Linked DNA regions of Capra hircus: region 1 is linked to region 2. The links are chromatin contacts, called in public Hi-C maps. All regions are on one chromosome and are shown on one strand. Each heading gives the region's core, a stretch centred on a gene start, on an enhancer-like site or on the middle of the called end of the contact. The rest is flanking DNA. Distances are from core to core; before and after follow the strand shown. Region 1 overlaps EDC3 (enhancer of mRNA-decapping protein 3). Region 2 has its middle 14 kb from the start of CSK.

Region 1 (4,185 bases), core at 1,022-3,521, 130 kb before region 2:
GTATAAAGACCCACAGGCCCTGTATGATGGGCCCCGAAATGTCTAAGTCTACCGCTTCCCTCCACCCAGCCTTCCAACATTCTCGAGCTCCCTTCCCTGTTTTATTTGTCTCCATAACACTTACTACCATCTGACCTGAGAGAAATGTCACTTGTCATCTGTCCTAACCAGAATGTAAGCTCCACAAAAGCATGGATTAAGGAAAAAAAAAATCTATCGCCATATCCCGTGTTAGGAACAGCGCCCATTCTGTACTTATCCGTGAAACGAATAAATGGATCCCCACCTCTCCATCTGAGTGGTGGGAGGAGGAGGAAGGTGAAGGGATGGGAAGTAGGCAAGTCGACACCAAAGGTATTTATTTCCTTAAGACTCTAAGACTACTCATGAGCAAAGTGCTCTTTACACCTGTGGTGCTATTCCGCCTGTCGCCACTGGGCGGTGCCACCAGACCATGAAAGCACTGAGGGCTCCCCAACCCTGTGCGAGAGCTCACCTTTGAGACTAGACACTTGTTGGCCCTGGGTCTTGCTGAAGAGAGACAGCTCATTGGTAATGGATTCCAGCATCTTCACGAAGTTGGGCAGAAAGAGGATGACCTGGACATCGTGGTTGGCTAGGTGCCTTCCACAACTGATACCCTGAGCCCCCTTCACGTGAGGCCCACATAGCAGGGCCACTGTAGGCCTCTGGTGAACGTTTTTGGGATTCAGCCTGGAACAGAAGGTAAAGAAGCATCATCAGCCGAGACTTGCCAAAACTTTGCCCCCTATACTGGTATACTGGACACCCCCTGGCACCTGCTGCTCTCAGGGCCAAGGTTCTAGAGGGGATGGACAAAGTCCACTATAGGCCAAGCTCACAGGGTGGCCTTCCCACTGTCCCAGACTTCATCTTTGGGTCCTCTTAGGTGGCGCTAGTGGTAAAGAACCCACCTGCCAATTCAGGAGACATGAGACCTGGGTTCGATCCCTGGGTCGGGAAGATCCCCTGGAGGAGGGTATGGCAACCCACTCCAGTATTCTTGCCTGGAGAATCCCATGGACAGAGGAGCCTGGCGGGCTACAGTCCAGAGTCGCAAAGAGTCAGACATGACTGAGGCGGCTTAACACACACTAGGTAGTTCACTTGACCTTGTTCGGTGAAACACCACTGCCAGAACACTGCTTGCTAACCAAGAACACTTTCTGTTCTATACACTGTAGGACCTATTACATCAAACACTTCTCGGCAAAGAGGTTTTCCCACCTCTGCAGCCTTCTTGACTCTTCTTCCCCAGTGTGCCTGCTCTGCTGCAGCAAGACTGGTCTCATCACTCTCTCTGGCACCTGAAGGCTCTTTCTTGGTTCTGCTCAAACTACTTCACCTGCCCAGAGAGCCCCTCACTTACGAATCTCTGACCCACTCCTTCTAGGGTTACTCTGGCTCAGTTCCTAAGAGACTCACAGCAAGTACCAAAGAGGGTAGCTGTAAATCATACTCAATTAGTTGCAAGTCCAAGTTCTCGTCTCTGAGCTGCCAGTAAGCTAATAAGGGCAACGCTGGAGCTACTACATTTCATAGACTGCTGGGTGGATGAGTGGATGTAAAGCACTCTGAATAGGAACTGACACAGAAAGGGCTCAATTGATGCTGGTATCATTATAGTTCTGGTCACAGAGAACGTAGAAGGCTAATGGCTCCCCGGCTGGGAGCTGCCTTGGACACTCACTTCTGATGAAGTCACTTTCTTATGCCATTCAAAGTGGAGACACCCCCCCACACCCCAAAAGAAAGGCCGAGACCCCTCTGGTCCAGAGAAGCCATAAATAAGGGAGTTAAAATTAGCCCTAGAGCTATGCCCAACTCCCAGACAGTGCTGTCTGCCCCTGGGCAGGAAGGCAGGGGAGATGAACAGCCAGAAAGAGGCTTAGGTCCCTGCTTGGGGTGGAGCAGGGACAGTCACTTATGGGTTTTCCCCAAAGAGAGGAAGACAGATGTCAAGCCAAAGAGGAAACCCTCACTCTCCAAATAAATTCAGGGGAATTCGGTGATGTACTTTCATATACACCAAGTTATTCATTTCGCTCCACCATGTTTGCATCGTAAGGAAATATACGGTGAGTACTTCTTCCTGCTCACAGATAACTGCAGAGTTCATCTGACTTGCCCGGGTTTATTCCCTAAATGAACTCTTCCTCTCACAGAGGCATGCCCCATCTGAGAACTCAAAGCAGACCAGACACCCACAGACCCACAGGCAGGGGTCAGAGTCCAGGCGCTGGAGACCGAGCTTCACCGCGAGCCGCCAGCGTCACGTGGGCCAAGTCCTTCTGCTCTCCTGAGCCCTAGCTCGCTCATTTTAAACCCCGGTCTACTACTCACCTTCGAGGTGAAGCAGTGGGGAGCAAATTAAATGCCATTGTGAAGGCACAGTGAAAAAACGCATGATACTTAACATACCATGGTACTTAACATCACTTAACAGATGATGCTGTTAAAGTGCTGCGCTCTCAATTTCAGAAAAATAAATGACCCAATCAAAATATGGGCCAAAGAACTAAATAGACATTTCTCCAAAGAAGACATACGGATGGCTAACAAACACATGAAAAGATGCTCAACATCACTCATTATTAGAGAAATGCAAATCAAAACCACAATGAGGTACCACTTCACACCAGTCAGAATGGCTGCGATCCAAAAATGTGCAAGCAATAAATGCTGGAGAGGGTGTGGAGAAAAGGGAACCCTCCTACACTGTTGGTGGGAATGCAAACTAGTACAGCCACTTTGGAGAACAGTGTGGAGATTCCTTAAAAAATTGCAAATAGAACTACCTTATGACCCAGCAATCCCACTGCTGGGCATACACACCGAGGAAACCAGAATTGAAAGAGACACATGTACCCCAATGTTCATCGCAGCACTGTTTATAATAGCCAGGACATGGAAACAACCTAGATGTCCATCAGCAGATGAATGGATAAGAAAGCTGTGGTACATATACACAATGGAGTATTACTCAGCCGTTAAAAAGAATACATTTGAAGCAGTTCTGATGAGATGGATGAAACTGGAGCCGATTATACAGGGTGAAGTAAGCCGGAAAGAAAAACACCAATACAGTATACTAACACATATATATGGAATTTAGAAAGATGGTGATGATGACCCTGTATGCGAGACAGCAAAAAAGACACAGATGTGTATAGCAAGTTAGAACCAGACATGGAACAACAGACTGGTTCCAAATTAGGAAAGGAGTACGTCAAGGCTATACACTGTCACCCTGCTTATTTAACTTATATGCAGGGTACATCATGCGAAATGCTGGGTTGGTGAAGTACAAGCTGGAATCAAGACTGCTGGGAGAAATATCAATAACCTCACATATGCAGACAATACCACCCTTATGGCAAAGAAAACAAAGAGGAACTAAAGAGCCTCTTGATGAAAGTGAAAGAGGAGACTGAAAAAGCTGACTTAAAACTCAATATTCAGAAAACTAAGATCATGGCATCTGGTCCCATCACTTCATGGCAAACAGTTGGGGAAATAATGGAAACAGTGAGAGACTTTATTCTCTTGGGTTCCAAAATCACTGCAGATGGTGACTGCAGCCACGGAATTAAAAGACACTTGCTCCTTGGAACAAAAGCTATGACAAACCTAGTCAGTGTATTAAAAAGCAGAGACATTACTTTGCCAACAAAGGTCTGTCTAGTCAGCTATGGTTTTTCCAGTAGTCATGTATGGATATGAGAGCTGGACCATAAAGAAGGCGCCAGAGAACTCATATTTTTGAACTGTGGTGTTGGAGAAGACTTTTGAGAGTCCCTTGGACTGCAAGGAGATCAAACCAGTCAATCCTAAAGGAAATCAATCCTGAATATTCATTGGAAGGACTGATGCTGAAGCTGAAGTTCCAATCAACAGTTTGGCCACCTGATGCGAAGAGCCAACTCGTTAGAATGGACAGATGCTGGGAAAGATTGAAGGCAGGAGGAGAAGGGGACAACAGAGGACGAGATGGTTGGATGGTATCACCAACTCAATGAACGTGAGTTTGAGCAAGCTCCAGGAGTTGGTGAAGGACAGGGAAGCCTGGTGTGCTGCAGTCCATGGGGTCGCAAAGAGTCGGACATCACTGAGCAACAATTAACAAACATGAAAGTGATTATGGAGATATCTTCTTCAAAGGAA
Region 2 (4,229 bases), core at 1,720-4,219:
GTGTCATCTGCATATCTGAGGTTATTGATATTTCTCCTGGCAATCTTGATTCCAGCTTGTGCTTCTTCCAGCTCAGCGTTTCTCATGATGTACTCTGCATATAAGTTAAATAAGCAGGGTGACAATATACAGCCTTGACATACTCCTTTCCCTATTTGGAACCAGTCTGTTGTTCCATGTACAGTTCTATACCTCAATAAAAGAGAGAGAGAGAGAGAGAGAGATGCTTGGCCTCACTTATCAGAAAAGAAATATAAATTACATATAATTTTTTACCAATCAGATTGGCAAAGGTAAAATATTAATACATGGTGTTGAAAACAGTCATATTCATTTTGGTGAAAGTGAATTTAAGTTAAAAAGTAAACTGCTAAAAAATGAATTTATTAGTATTCATCAAAATTTTGAAAGAATATATATTCTTTGACCCAGCAATTCCACTTCTAGAAATTCATCCTTCAGTTAAGTTTACACAAATGACAATAATATGTTTAATATCTTTGTTGCAGGATTCCACTAATTCTAATAGTCTGGAAATGACGAAATAAATTATGATGTGTGCGTGCTAAGTTACTTCAGTTGTGTCCGACTCTTTGCGACCTTATGGACTGTAGCACACCAGGCTCCTCTGACCATGGGATTCTCCAGGCAAGAATACGGAGTGGGTTGCCCTCCTCCAGGGGATCTTCCTGACCCAGGGATCAAACCTTCATCTCTTATGACTCCTGAATTGACAGGCAGGTTCTTTACCACCAGTGCCACTTGGGAAGCCCAAATAAATTATGATAGATCCATACAAAAGTAATATGCATGGTATGGAAGATTCTCCAGAACAAAATATCTACTCTCGCTACCATTTGTTTTAAAACAGTATACTAAGACATGGGGAGAAGATCCTGCAAGATGTTCAAGAAAAAGCAAGCCTCTTCTCTAAACAAAGTAACAGATATCCATAGGCCATGTGTTTGAGAGAGATTTTATCCTTTTGTAACTTCAGAATTTTGTATCATGTGTACAGATTTCCTATTCCAAAAAAGGAATTTATATCATATTGATTGAATATGCAGTAGGGGCTGTGCTGGCTAGTGGAGACATGGCTGTGAACAAGATTAGTGTGGTTATTTCTGTTCTTATAAAGCTTATGGTCTAGTGAAGAAACAGACACTAAAAAAAGGAGACGCAAGTAAATAACCAATTACAAGTTGCAATGAGCATTATGAAGAAGGAGCAAACGTACTATAAAGAGACAAATAAGGATGATGACTTTCGGTGGGTCGGTCAAGGCAGGTTTCTCCCAGGAGACAGAATTAAATAAGAAGGGAAGAGGGAAAAAAAAAAAGAGTTCTGGGCAGAGGGACCAATATGTGCAAAGGTCCTGAGGCAGGGAGGGGCTGACCATGTGCCCGTGGGCAAATCACCACCCATCTCAGGGAAGGCACAGCCTCACAAGGGAAATAATTCCATTTTAAGAGATGGAGAGACAGATGCTCAGAGAGGGAAGACGGCTTCCCCAGGAAAGCTGGCGTGATGGGACAGGCACCTTGATCTTTTGAGTCCATGGACTCTGCTATTCTCAGTTCACTTGGGGACTTTTCACAGGATCACAGAGACCAAGAGCGGAGGGAAAGAGGGAAAGAAGTTGGCCACTCCCCTGTGTCTTTCCACCATCTCAGGGACTGAGGGAGGGGAAAATCAGAGACTTCACACATGTGCAAGCATGTACACACACATGGCATGAGCTCCAAGCACATCCCAGACAGCTGAATGGGTAGCCTGCTGTGGACCTCAGGCCTGAAGCTGGACACCTGCCTCTACCTGAAATTTTGGAATGTGCCTCTTGTAAAATGCTCCTTCTCCACCTGGGTGATCCAGTGGTTAAGAAACCACCTTCCAATGTAGGGGACACGGGTTTGATCCCTGGTTGAGGAACTAAGACCCTATACGCCACCAGGCAGCTGAGCCTGGGCCTCCACAACTAAGTGCTGGGTGCCACAATGAAAGATCCTCCTGACGAGACAAAGATCCCACGTGCTGCAGCTAAGACTCAACACAGCCAAGTAAATATTTTCTTAAAATAAATAGAATGCTGTTTCTTTTGTGCACAAACTTCAGGGCACACGTGTATGTGTGTCGTTGTGTATTTGTAAGCTCACGTGTGAGTATTCTTGGTGTGTTTATACTGAGAGCTGCTGAAGGACAACATCCAGTTCCTATTTTCCTCACTGTGTAATAATTTAATCAACAATCTTATGGGGCACGCTATATTATTTACCCCTTTTTACAGATAAGGAAGGGCTTGCCTGGTGGCTCAGCAGTAAAGAATCTGCCTGCAATGCAGGAGACTCTGGTTTGATTCCTGGGTTGGGAAGATCCCCTGGAGAAGGGAATGGCAACCCACTCCAGTCTTCTTGCCTGAAGAATCCCACGGACAGAGAAGCCTGGCAGGCTACAGTCCATGGGGTCACAAGAGACACGACGGAAGCGACTGAGCAGGCACACACAGATAAAGAAACTGAGGCACGGATCATCACATAAATTGTCCAGCAAGTAAGTGACAGAGACTCAAACCCAGGGGTGTGGGATGGCAAAGCCCGTGCCCTTAGCTCAACACTAGATAAATGTGCAACGAATAAATGAATAAGTGAGCCTTATGGCACAGAAGGGAAAACTGAGGTCTAGATAGGCACCTAGCAAGCTGATGTGTGTGAGTCTAGAAACCTAGCTGTCACCTTCCCAGGTGCAATCTCTGCCCCCATCAGGAGCCACCTCCCTCAGGACTGCAAGATACTGTCCCACTCCTGCCAGGCTCCAAAACAGTCCAGCAGGCAGGAGGTGGGAACGGGCAGGATCTCCTCTTTGCCATCCTGGGATGTGTCTGAGCTCTCCAGTCCCTCTCCTGGACCTGCAGCCCAAGGGAGTCCTGGCCTTGTCTGCCCTGCGCCCCCAGGGATGTACCAACGATGTGTCACAAGTGTGACCCTCTCCCCCTCCCCTCACCCAGAGAGGGCCCTAGGCCCCACCCTGAGGGCAGGTGGAAGTCCTTGTGCTTCCCCGCAGCTGTGCCTGTGCTAAGCCCGTGCTAAGCCCCTGCAGAGCCCAGGGGAGCAGCTGACCTGGGAAGATGCCAGGAGCTCTGAAATTCGCACACTCATCACACACAGGCCTGCTCCCTCCCACACCAGCGTCCCCTTTTAGCCTCCATCCCCCTCCCCACCCCCACCCACCCCCACCCCCCCCCCCCCGCAAAAAAAAAAAAAAAAGGCGTTTCCCTGCAAGGAGAGATGTGTAAGCCTAGGATACTGGAAAGCCTGCACCATGATCTGCCCTCCCAGGGGATGATGTGAAGGACCCACAGCTCACCCCGGTGCATGAAGCTGCCCCGACCATCTGGGGTCAGCACTGCCCCCCTGTGTTCCCCTCCTCCTGTGCTCCTCCCAGCACCCATATGCTTACATTCTGTTTGCCTCATGGGAGAAATATGTCTCTAATGCCAAGCTGAAAAGCTTCCTAGACACTTACTACAACTGTTTTCATCAAATTCTGCATTTCTCCCCCCCACCCCAGTAGCTGTTCAAAGGAAAGGTTCTTACGTTTCCCCATCTCCCCCTCCCCACCAAAGAAAGTTAGGCTTGTGATCCATTGGGAGGAAAGTTCCCCACCCACCTCACAGCTGTCCAGTTCTGCACCCCTCTTCCTGCCCCCCAGATGTTAGATCGGGTTCTGGCTCCTCCTGCTTGGAGCTGGAGCAGCAATAACGCATTCTGGCCTGACCCCTCGTGGCCACTCTGAGAAACACATGCTTCCCGAAGCCACTGACCCTCATCCGCAGTCCTGGGAACTCCACACCAAATAGAATCTCCCTGGTAGTTCAGAAGGGAAGGAATCTGCCTGCAATGCAGGAGACCAGATCCAATCCCTGGGTTGAGAAGATCCCCTGGAGAAGGGTATGGCTACCCACTCCAGGATTCTTGCCTGGAGAATCCCATGGACAGAGGAGCCTGGCAGGCTACAGTCCAGAGTCACAAAGAGCCAGACACAACCAACCAATCAACACTAACTAGGGAAAGGTGAGTTTATTTCACAAACACAGCTTCAAGACAGCCCTCAAGTCCTTCCTTCCCAGAAACTGTGGAGGATCCACCAAGAATGGCCAGAGGACTCTCCTCCCCACCACTTCCCCATCACTCCCTGGCCTGGTCTTCAGAGACACACCTAAAGTAGAAATTGCT

Evidence for each region. Hi-C and Micro-C count contacts between places; a contact is called where the count stands out from the background.
Region 1: a contact with region 2 is called in a Hi-C map of blood, with 3 times the contacts expected there. The contact joins two enhancer-like sites. A contact is called at or near these places in 4 of 5 Hi-C or Micro-C datasets (blood and liver).

The regions. Positions count from the first base shown.
Region 1 is chr21:33,486,412-33,490,596 of ARS1.2, reverse strand. It overlaps EDC3 (enhancer of mRNA-decapping protein 3), which reads right to left. Exons shown (of 7, transcript XM_018066133.1): 6 at 497-714. Among named protein-coding and RNA genes, the nearest start is that of CLK3, 21 kb to the left of the region's middle. Within about 2 kb of position 2,271, at least 1 of the 5 cell types and tissues checked has an H3K27ac peak or open chromatin away from gene starts, as enhancers often do.
Region 2 is chr21:33,353,916-33,358,144 of ARS1.2, reverse strand. No RefSeq gene overlaps it. Among named protein-coding and RNA genes, the nearest start is that of CSK, 14 kb to the right of the region's middle. Within about 2 kb of position 2,969, at least 1 of the 5 cell types and tissues checked has an H3K27ac peak or open chromatin away from gene starts, as enhancers often do.